2 separate regions of the Columba livia genome follow, and region 2 is linked to region 1. Evidence: chromatin contacts called from public Hi-C data. All regions are on one chromosome and are shown on one strand. The core of a region is the stretch at or near the end of the contact, and the rest is flanking DNA. Distances in the headings are between cores, read along the strand shown. Region 1 overlaps CEMIP (cell migration inducing hyaluronidase 1). Region 2 holds the start of FAH (fumarylacetoacetate hydrolase).

Evidence for each region. Hi-C and Micro-C count contacts between places; a contact is called where the count stands out from the background.
Region 2: a Hi-C map of liver shows a contact between it and region 1, with 4 times the contacts expected there. The contact joins the promoter of FAH here to the enhancer-like site in region 1. A contact is called at or near these places in 2 of 2 Hi-C or Micro-C datasets (crop and liver).

What each region holds. Positions count from the first base shown.
Region 1 is chr11:4,450,955-4,456,385 of bColLiv1.pat.W.v2, forward strand. CEMIP (cell migration inducing hyaluronidase 1) reads right to left here. Exons shown (of 29, transcript XM_065076513.1): 24 at 4,913-5,098; 25 at 4,005-4,209; 26 at 3,083-3,169; 27 at 2,614-2,771; 28 at 67-167. Among named protein-coding and RNA genes, the nearest start is that of MESD, 27 kb to the left of the region's middle. Within about 2 kb of position 1,332, at least 1 of the 3 cell types and tissues checked has an H3K27ac peak away from gene starts, as active enhancers do.
Region 2 is chr11:4,810,132-4,814,797 of bColLiv1.pat.W.v2, forward strand. FAH (fumarylacetoacetate hydrolase) reads right to left here and starts at 1,857. Exons shown (of 14, transcript XM_005504103.4): 1 at 1,670-1,857. The coding sequence starts at 1,750.

The sequences.
Region 1 (5,431 bases), core at 82-2,581:
TAGTTGGAATGAAGGGAAGGGAATAGTTCAAAGGGGTTTAAAATTGAGTTTTTAAAAAGTGGTTACCTTTTAATCTAAAGCCCTCTCCTGCTCCAAGTTTCTCCAGTACTTTTGTCCATGGTCCTCTTGAAATGAATCTTCCTTTAGATGTCACCAGCACTATGGAGCTGAAGGAAACAAAGCCATTTATAAACAGATGAAGAGACAGAATGCATTCCTTGCTTGTTGGTCTTGAGCACCGGTAACTCCTGCCTGTGTGACCCATAGACACTCACGAACTATAGTGGTTTCTGCTTTAATGGCTTGTGTCAATGCTTTCCAACAGTTTAGTCATACATTTGCTTTTCCAATCATGCAAAACCCACTAGAAAGCAGACAGAATTTCTTTTGTTTTTTCCTTTAAAACACCGTTTTCTAGGATGATTTACAGGTTTCCAAACAGCAGTTCTATCCTGCTTTGCTCAGGACATGCTCCTCCTGGGATGCTCTTAGCAAGTCTCGGGTAATTTCTTGTTCTTTCATCATTAGCAGATTAAACCTGAAGAACTTCACTTATTTGAGACCTGCTGGCCTGACAATTTTCCTTCATTGTCAGCCTGCTTTTGCTTAAAAAAGTGTAGCATTAATATTATTACTGCCTTAGTTGTATGTACTGTGTTTCATCTCAAAATTCTTGGGGTCCTCTACAAGTGCCAAATGATAAATAAAAGACTTAAGGTGAATTAAGTTAATGTCAATCTGCAATGCTTGGTTAAAACTCAGTAGCTGCCTAGGCTTAATTCAAGAGGAGCAGAATAAAAATCCATGTTAAACCTAAAGAGATAATCACATAGTGATACTTTTTGGGGGAGAAACACAGGATACTCAGCCAATTTTAGCTCCCTACAAGACACACAAACACCCCCGATGATTATCTCAAAGCCTAACAAAGAAAAGCTACACTCCAGTGAGTTCTATAGAAGTTTTGCTAGTAAGTTCAGTGAGGCTGGGATGTCTTCTTTGTTCACCTCCCGATTAAAACTGCACAACAGTAATTGAGCAAACACTTCCTTAGATTAAATTATTTCATTCCACCTTGCAGAGTTGCCATGGATGAAACTTCCCTGACTCTAAAGGCAATTGCAGTCTTGGAGAATGGGAGCCTTGCTGGGTCTGCTTTCCAGCATCACAGTGGACACGAGTCACCGAAATTAATTAGGAAACAGCTCCTGCAGAGCTCCAGCCCTGAGCTGCCCGGAGCAGCAGTTACATCTTAACACCTCAGCTGGAAGTGGAACTGTTCAGGGAAAAATAGCAACGGGTGGTGGTGGAGGAACAGAGAAGAAAAAGAGTTAAGAATCATCAGGACTTTTCTTAGAATAAACCTGAGGTGCTTACAAGAGTGGATTGGGCTGGCAGGCTGGTTTTGACTACTTTGCAAATGCTAAATCACCTATTTTTTCTTCCTTCAGTTCACTAAAATCATTACTTTCTATTAAGCCTTTTCTGCTGTGGAAGTTTAAAATAAATTCGCCAGATGTTTTGTTTTCTTGTCCCTGGGAAACTCATTCAGAGAACACAATGAGGCTCAGAAAAACTTAAATACTTGAGAAGTCTGATTACAATTCAGTCTTCTTAAGTAAGAAAGAATCCAGGAGCTGGATCCAGCCAGGACTGAGACTGGATTTTTTGCAAAGGGGGATAACGGCCTCTCTGAAAAGCTTTTTATGAAATAAAAGTCAGCAACTACCATGCTTCTCTGCAGTTATTACTCAATGTATTTTTTTGCAATCTTCAGAATTACTTAAGACACTAGAAACAAATCTTGATCCACCTGCATGGCACCCTGCTGAAACCTCCCCGCCGAGCCTCTAGAACAAATGCCAGAACAATATCCTGTTATCTGTCCACAGTTATGTCAGATGATTCAGCAACAAAGCAATCATATTTGTATTAAATGTTACATAACAGATTTCCAATCAAAACAGATTTAATAACGATGAAATATATCCATTTCCCAATAGCATTCCACAAACTAATATGAGAACAAGCCCTTTGGTTAAAGAGTTTCTGATGTTCCCATGTTCTCCAGCAGACAAAGCTGCTGTCCTCCAAGATGCAGGAACATGTGTTGGATACTTATCACTCAAAAAACTCTGCATTTCTGGCTGCCCGTACTTAAAAAATAAAAGCACTCAGCCCTTATGTCTGGGCAGGGAACATGTGCAAAGAGGAATTTGTTTTATGAGTGGAATTTTCTGCTATTTGAGAGAGCATGCAGGCAACAGAAAAATGTAAACTGCGCACATCTGTGCCGATAAGTGCAGAGTCTGTGAATTTAAGTCTGCAGTTTGTCTGTAACTCACAGCATAAATGTAGATCTGCAGTTTATTAATCACGTGTACCCCTGCAGTTTATCTGGGGCTCGGTCAGTTCCTAAATCACACAGTCTGCATTCTGCTGCTGCCTGCATGTCCCGCTCACGTTTGGACTCAGTTGGAGTCAGCAGGTACAAGAACTCATTGTCAGCCCGGTCAGTCTGGCCCATGTTGGGTGACAAAATCCAGGAAAAAGATGAGTGTTGCATGGCATTCTTGTATATTACTCCTTCGTAACACCAGATTATTTACTTACTGATCTCTGATGTTGTTGACGTAATTTTCTATCTGTGCTGGGATTCCTTGTAGAATTGAGTTTTTGAATGTCACACGATCAACGACTTTCCCACGATGCCCATCAATCACAACCAGCTGGATACCCTCATCAGTGAGGAAAAACCTCACACCATCAACCTGTGGGTGTGGAATAATACTCTTAATCTGTCAAAGTAACACAATTACAAAGAACAAGAGGCACTAAAAGTGATGAGCCATGGGACTGCTCTTTCTATCAAAGGGCAGAATTCTAGATCTCTGAGGTCAAGCTAATATGAATTACTGCTAATATGTAGAAGTTACAACTTTTTTTTTTTTTTTCCAAAATACAAAGCAAAAGAGACCTGAATTTAACTATCCAAGGTAACTTCATAAGCAACTCATCCATAAAAAAGAAGCAAATATCTTAAACTTTTGTCCCATAATGTTCATGGGGAAGGTCTGCTCACCTCAATGTATGCAAAGTCATCCTTTAGGTGGAAGTACTGTTTCTTATAAGTTTCTATTTTCACTTCTAGTAGGTGGTCCTTAGTCTTCTGTTTCCAAAAAAAACAAAAAGAAAATAGTTTCTGGTGAGGATTTCCATTACCTGAACACTGCATTTTTAGAAACCATTTTAAACCTTGAAGTTCAATCAAAAGGAAAGCTACATAATAAGTACTAACTTGCCAAGTTACATAGTTAGTGAGACTAGGCACAATGGTAATGTATTTGCTTATCCTGTCATTTAAATGGTTTAATCAAATGGTAAAGTGATTCTCCCTTTAGAGAGCTGACACATAATTCTCTGAGGCTTTGCGCATTCCTGCTTCAAGGGTGCAAAAAAACAAACCAAAACAAAAGACAAAACCCCAATCCGAGCAACCAACCAACTAAACAAAACAAACAACCAAAAAAACCCAACCCAGATAAATATCCCTCTTCTTCCCCCAGAACCAGACTGGGCTGGATATAGGACACATCCTTGTATGAAATCCTTTACATGAATGACAAACTCAGCTCTGCAGTCCCCTCTCTGACAATCTGCTCTTAGAGCCAGGCAAGAAAGCTTGTGTGTCTCCAGAATCACATTCCCTGGGCCAACCTGTCTTCCAGCTCATCACTTTTCACCCTGTGAAAACAAAGCCCCTAAAGACTCGTTATCCAACTTCAAAAGAAATCTTAGGTAGCTCTGTCCTTTGGGGGCCTGCGCTCTCTGTGCGTGCAAGAACCTGTTTCATACTGTTTCACATACCTGGAGCATTTCAGAAGATCAGGCAGAGGTTATACTGAACCTGGGACAAAGTCTTTCTATGTCTATAGCCACAACATATGCCAGATCTACAGACTGGCATGCACAATAATTCTGTGATAAGAAATCAACTGCTTTACCAGTTGTGCACCAGAGAGCTTCTTAGGCATTGGCACTTCTACTATTGGTGTCTCAATGTACTTGGGATAGGCCATGGCTTCGCAGTCACTGATGCCAGCAGTCTTTGGGATCACAGCTTTGATCCTTATTCGTTCGCAGCCTTTGACAGAGCAGAAAGCAAATTTATCCTTCTCATTTTGAGCTTTGAGTTTCAGAAACAGCAGCCTGCAGGCAGGGGAGAAAAGTGAACAGCAACTTTGAGACTTCCGTGAGAAAAGTTACTAAGTCCCAGTTTTGGTGGACTTCTTACGAATGCAATAACGTGTGTTGCAAACCCTCAGTGTCGATGTCCGCATTTTATAGTGCTCGACATCCCATGTGCAAATACAGGGGACATGCATCTCTGAAATGGTTTGAGGAGGTCAGGGAATATAAAAGAGAAACAAGATGACATCTGAACTCCCTTTGAGCTCTATTTTATGATTATATATTTATGTAGAAATACATGCTTTGTACTCTAGGTCTTTTCTTTCTTTCCCATTATTTTAATTCTTTAAAAGAAAATAACAGGCTTTACACCCTTAGTTCCTGTGCATCCCTGTTGTAATGTTTATAAATAGTTGCTGTTCAAAACAAAAAGGGTTGGGTGTGTTTCCAGTTCAGTTTCATGGTCTGCACTTTGCTTTTCTCTTTTTTTCCTAATTCGTATTAATTTGGCAAAGCATTTACCGCCAGAGTAACTGGCAGTGCAGCAGAGGCTGGGAATGACTGGCAGCTGTGGGAGTCCCAGGAAAATTAAATGCTGGTCACATTCCCAGAAAGACTTTCTGGTTTTGTTGTGATCTCCACTGATGGCATCAGCCAAACAGCTCATGATCCCAGCAGCTTTCTCAAAGCTGTGTCCAACCAGCAACGCCTTCTTCCTTACCCGGTGTCCTCATCCCAGTAGTAGTATCCTTTGGTAGGATATCTATGCTCCAGTTTCTCCATTTGAGAGGTTCTATAGAACGTTCCAGTTTTGTATGTTTTCTTCAAGAGACGGTTGTGGATGTCTGAGAGAATGGAAAACGTCGTCCCTTTCGGATAGCAAAACCCTACTTGGATCCAGTCGTTCCTAAAAATAGCAAAGACCCACGTTATAACAAGTCAACACATGACTATTATTTTCCTGGGCAAGCCAGAAGCCAAACTAAATATTTCACTCTGAAATGTAACTTATTTTTTTCCTGGCCAGTTAAAATTTTAATGGCTTGGGATGAATCAATGAAATGTAAATTAGACATAACAACCATGGGTTAGTTAAGCAATGTGGGTCAAATCTGCTCCTGACTTCCACACCTGTGACTCCCATGCACCAGGAATTAATTAGTATTAGGCTTCTAAAAATGAACTGTGTTATCTTGAAGGGCTTCCTGGGGGAGGTAACAGGAATCTGAGATGTCAGCTG
Region 2 (4,666 bases), core at 607-3,106, 360 kb after region 1:
TGCATTTCAGAATAAACTTCTTTAATTGCCAGTCCAGCCCTAAATGTTGATGCTTGTCTATCTGAAATATGCTGTGAAGTAGGAAAAAAAGCTATTCCTCCTTCTACAGACGGAGAACTGAAGCATAGACATGCCACAGCAGGACTGATCTCATCCTTATAGCCATGTAACTGGAGAGAAATAGGGATTTCTGCAGCACAGTTCCTCCCCAGCAGACAAAGGGTGCTCTGGACCCCACTGACGATGCTGGGAACACAGCGCACCTTGCTCAGCCACGTTACTTCTGCAGCACGTTGAATGAAGCCGCCATACATAACCCACCCTCACGCCACGCGAGGCAAACCCCAGCCTGGATCCTCACTCCGGGACCAGCTTCCCACATCTACAGGGACATCGCGGCTGCATTCATGGGACAGATGCAACCCGGGACACAAAGACCCCGTTCATCTCCGCAGCACCAAGCACGTGCGGAGCCGGCGGCGATGGAGCAGCACGGCCACGGAGCAGCACGGCCAGTCCCACGGCAGCTCCGCCGCAGCTGCACGGGGGGTTATAAAAATACTGCATATTTCAATTATTCCCGTCTTTAGACAAACTAGTTACAACCATTATGAAAACCGGCTTACCAAACGGGAACAGCCAACTATGAAAATCCACACTGTTAAACCTTTAATTTCTAAACAAGATTCCAAAAGTGATAGTAAGTGTTTATTCAGCAAACATTCCTGCAGAAAACTCTAAAGGTCGTGTCAGGTTAATCTGTAACTGGGATAGTCAGGAATGACATCAACTGCTTTAGCTTGAAATTGTTACAACGCTAGGCCACTTTTAGAACATTATTTTCCTAAATAATTTCTCTATGTCCTTGTCTGCCTTTTCATAGGGTTGGAGTGATGCTTTCTTCAGAGAACACTTACTGTAGAAGGCAGAAAAATAATCCAAACTTGCTAGATAACAGTACACACATCTAGGAAGAGATTAAACAAACCATCTCAGTTTTATCTTTGGAAAATACCGCATCAGAAAACACAATCTTCCACTTTATATATATTTTTTTTTAAACCTGCACGGATAAGCCAAGACAGCAGAAACCAGGAGATAATCAGGATGTTTCCGTGAGCAAGGATAAATAAATCCTCCACTTTTTCCTTCCGAGAAGCAGCTCTTGGCTCGTTTCCCCTTCTCCGAGGTCACATCCCCGGGCTCTGTCCCGTCAGGCACTGGGAGGTGTGAGGTTCAAATAAATATATAACGTGGCTTCTTAAGGGTGAAGATGAGATTACACTCAGCCACAAGGAAAATGAAGGATTGAATTAAGAGTAAAAAAATATCAGTGCGAACTGTGCTGTGCCTCTACTTAAAAGGATTAAATGCAGAATTAATGATTTCACAAACACAGTCAAAACCACACAAAAACTGCTGTATGTATTAGCCATAGTACTACTTATAAGTATCAACACTTTTGTGCAGTCTTAATGTGGTTATTCTGATAACAGCTTCTTTTAAGAGCCGATGCAGCAGCTATGGTTTTGCTGTCTCATCAGGAAGGTCCCGCGAGCGTCCCAGGCTGGGAAGTTCTCCTTTATATCAGGCTGCAGGGAATTCCTGCTGTTATTCGTAGCCTTGGGACAATGGCAACACCCTGAGGACAAAGTTTGCTGTTACTCACCTCCTCCTTAGTGGAGAAAACCCCATATGGGAGATTCTGGAGAGGAAAATCAGAGTCCTTGTCCACCTGTATGAAAGACATGCTGACCACCGAGCAGTCCCTGCTTGCAGATGAGAGCCCCCACGTCCCGAGGAGGAAGATCCTCTCCAGATGTTGTAACCAAGAGCACAGCAGCACCAAATCCCACCCTCCATCCTCAGCCTCAAACCAATCACAGACCCGTCTCCATCCCACCCTCTGCTGAGGGTTAATTAGTGCCAGAGGTCTGCATGAGCCAGCAGCTCTTCACTGCTCCCAGTGACGTAGGGACCGGTGGAACACAACTCTTCCTGCTCCAGGAACTCTCATGTGAACCTGGGGCCCTTCTTCCTATAGTTGGACTCTATCTTAAAGGTCTTTTCCAACCATAACAATTCTATATGTGCGTGACTGCAGGTGGGGGATCTGAGCAGACAGCTCCAAAACCAGGGGTAATTCCTCTTACTTTACTTCCGAGGGGTCATTTACATGCCCGAGTGTATCGGAATGTATCAGATGATTTGGTGAGGAGGTTGGTTAAATGTAAATATGCTCAAGTGACTTGCACCTGTCTGTTCCTTGTACCAGCGATTTCAGAGATGCCCCAGTAGAGAGGTAACTAAAATACAGCTCGCTCTTTGCAATGCACCCGTAGCCTCTGGCTCTTGTGACATAGCTGTGCATGTGTACATACCGAGCAACGGTGAAACAATCATCCCCACACTGAGCTCTTCCAGCAGGAGCTCAGCAACAATTGGGACATCATACAACTCACACCTGAAATTGCACTGTGTGCTTTTGAGTATTGAAATGCTGCACCCGATTTGAGTTCTTCCATTTTCTCCAGATAGCTCCAGCGGCTTAAAACGAGACATATTTGTGCAACCAACCACAAAGAGCAGAGAGGCTGGTCCCTCCACTCCCAGTCCCAACTGTCTCCCACCTGCAGCAGAAAATTCACCCATATTCAGGAAAAGTAGAAAGTAATGAGGGAATATCCTTGCAATTAAAACTAAATAGCAAAGACCACCCCTTTTTGATAAAAAGGGTGAGATGCTTGCCCCTGCCAAAGAACTGGTGTCCTGCTCAGCTGCTTTTTTTTGGCAGAGAAGACTCATTAGAAGAAATGCAGCACACTGTGTAGCCAGCGATTCAATGTGAGGTGACACGACACCACTGATGACAGCCCATCTGTGACAGCTCCTCTCAGTGGAGACACAAGCTCACATGATGAAAGGGGATCTTAGTTAATCTTAGTTAAGGACAACGCCTAGCACAAACTTCTGTATAACTCCCTGTAAAATTCCTGTACCTAAGGTATAAACCATTACACTGATGGCTGGAAAATGCAGTGCAGGGGGTTCATGCCAAGGTTATGGGAACCGGGTGTAGAGCTGCTTGTTCCAAAACCACCTTGAAAGCTTGTTTCAAACACACACTATGTATCTTGAGAAGACATATTCGCCCAAGTGTTCTGTAGTGCTGCAAATGTGCTGATGTTAAAATATTCATCTCCTAACCTCAAGCTGATGACACAAAACATGAAGCTTCACTACTTACCCAGATTGAGGAGCAGATCGACCACCACGATAGCACAGAGCCAATGCCAAAATAGATGACATGCAGTTCTTAAGGATTATGGAAAGGTGGGTTTCCAGTCAAGCTACAAGCTTATACACTAGGACCATACACTCTTTCAGTATTCTTAGCTCTGAGAAATGCACAGGACAGTAGGTTTATTGCTTTGAGAACAACAGGAGTGACAGCAGAACTGCCCGGTGCTGACCTGCCTCCCTGTTGAGGGCCAGAAGAGTTGTTGCTTCTTAACAGGTGATGGTAAAGAGAATATGCGAACTCCAAAGGTGTTTATTGTACTTTTTCTTCTTTCAGTCTCAAGATACCAGAAAATACAAACAGGATTGGTTTTCCCTCCCATTCTGAAATCTACAGCGTCTCCTCTCTGGGCACCGTCAGCTGAATGGTGGATTGGAGGGGAGGGCACGTAAGGGAGAGGAAAAAGATACTTTTAGTAAGAGACCAAAAGCAGGGAAAAGGGAGGACTCAAACTGAGAAGGGACGGATTACAGAATAGGGAAGCAGCAGCAAAGAGGAAAGCAAACTGAGGAACACCCACAAAGGAGAGGATGCTGCTGCTCTCCCATGCTCTGTGCTGTGGTAAGAGACGTTAGCAAACGCTCTGACAAAATACAGGATCTTTGACCCATAAAAAGTCAGACCATTACTGAAATGTGCCAGTAAGAGTTATTTATTCCCTCCTTCACTATAAAAACCATGCGCTTCGTAGATCGCGGTTAAGCCATTTTTGCAAGCACAAGGTACTTCATTTATTATTGGTTTTTGCAGATTACTGTCCACAGCTATCTGACAGAGGAAGCTCCTTCTGCTGCGTAGCGTTTTTGTGCTAAATGTAGTGCTTTATCTACTAATTGCCAGCCATAGCTTTTAAAGAGCATTCCAAATTTTAAAGGATGTAGCCCGGCTTTGATTAAAAATGTAACATTTTAAATAAAGCCATGCAATCTCATTTCTTTCACAAACGCTCCAAAGCAGCAGCAAGCCGCCAAGTGAAATTTCAACTGCAGATCAGTATTATCTGGAGAGGAATTAGTTCTACTTTGGCGTACTGTTAAGTGTGGTGATAAGCAGCACTGAAGTTATCACGGCACTACATAAACCACTCAACCTTTAAGTTATATACGTGACCAGGGTGGTTGGATGGTTGAAGCAGCAGACTCCAAGACAGGCAGTCTTAATTAACTCTGAGCATCCTCACAAGACAACAGAAGAACAATTCCTCCTACCTGCAGGTCATTGCAAGCCTGTAGATCCGCTAAGGAGCACATGGAGGGCGGCAGTGGCAGCGTTCAATGTTGAAGTCTATAGATACTAGATTTCAGAAGGACATCTTGCTGCAGAAACTGCCTCAAGAACCGTTCTCTCACCTAACTTCAAGAAATC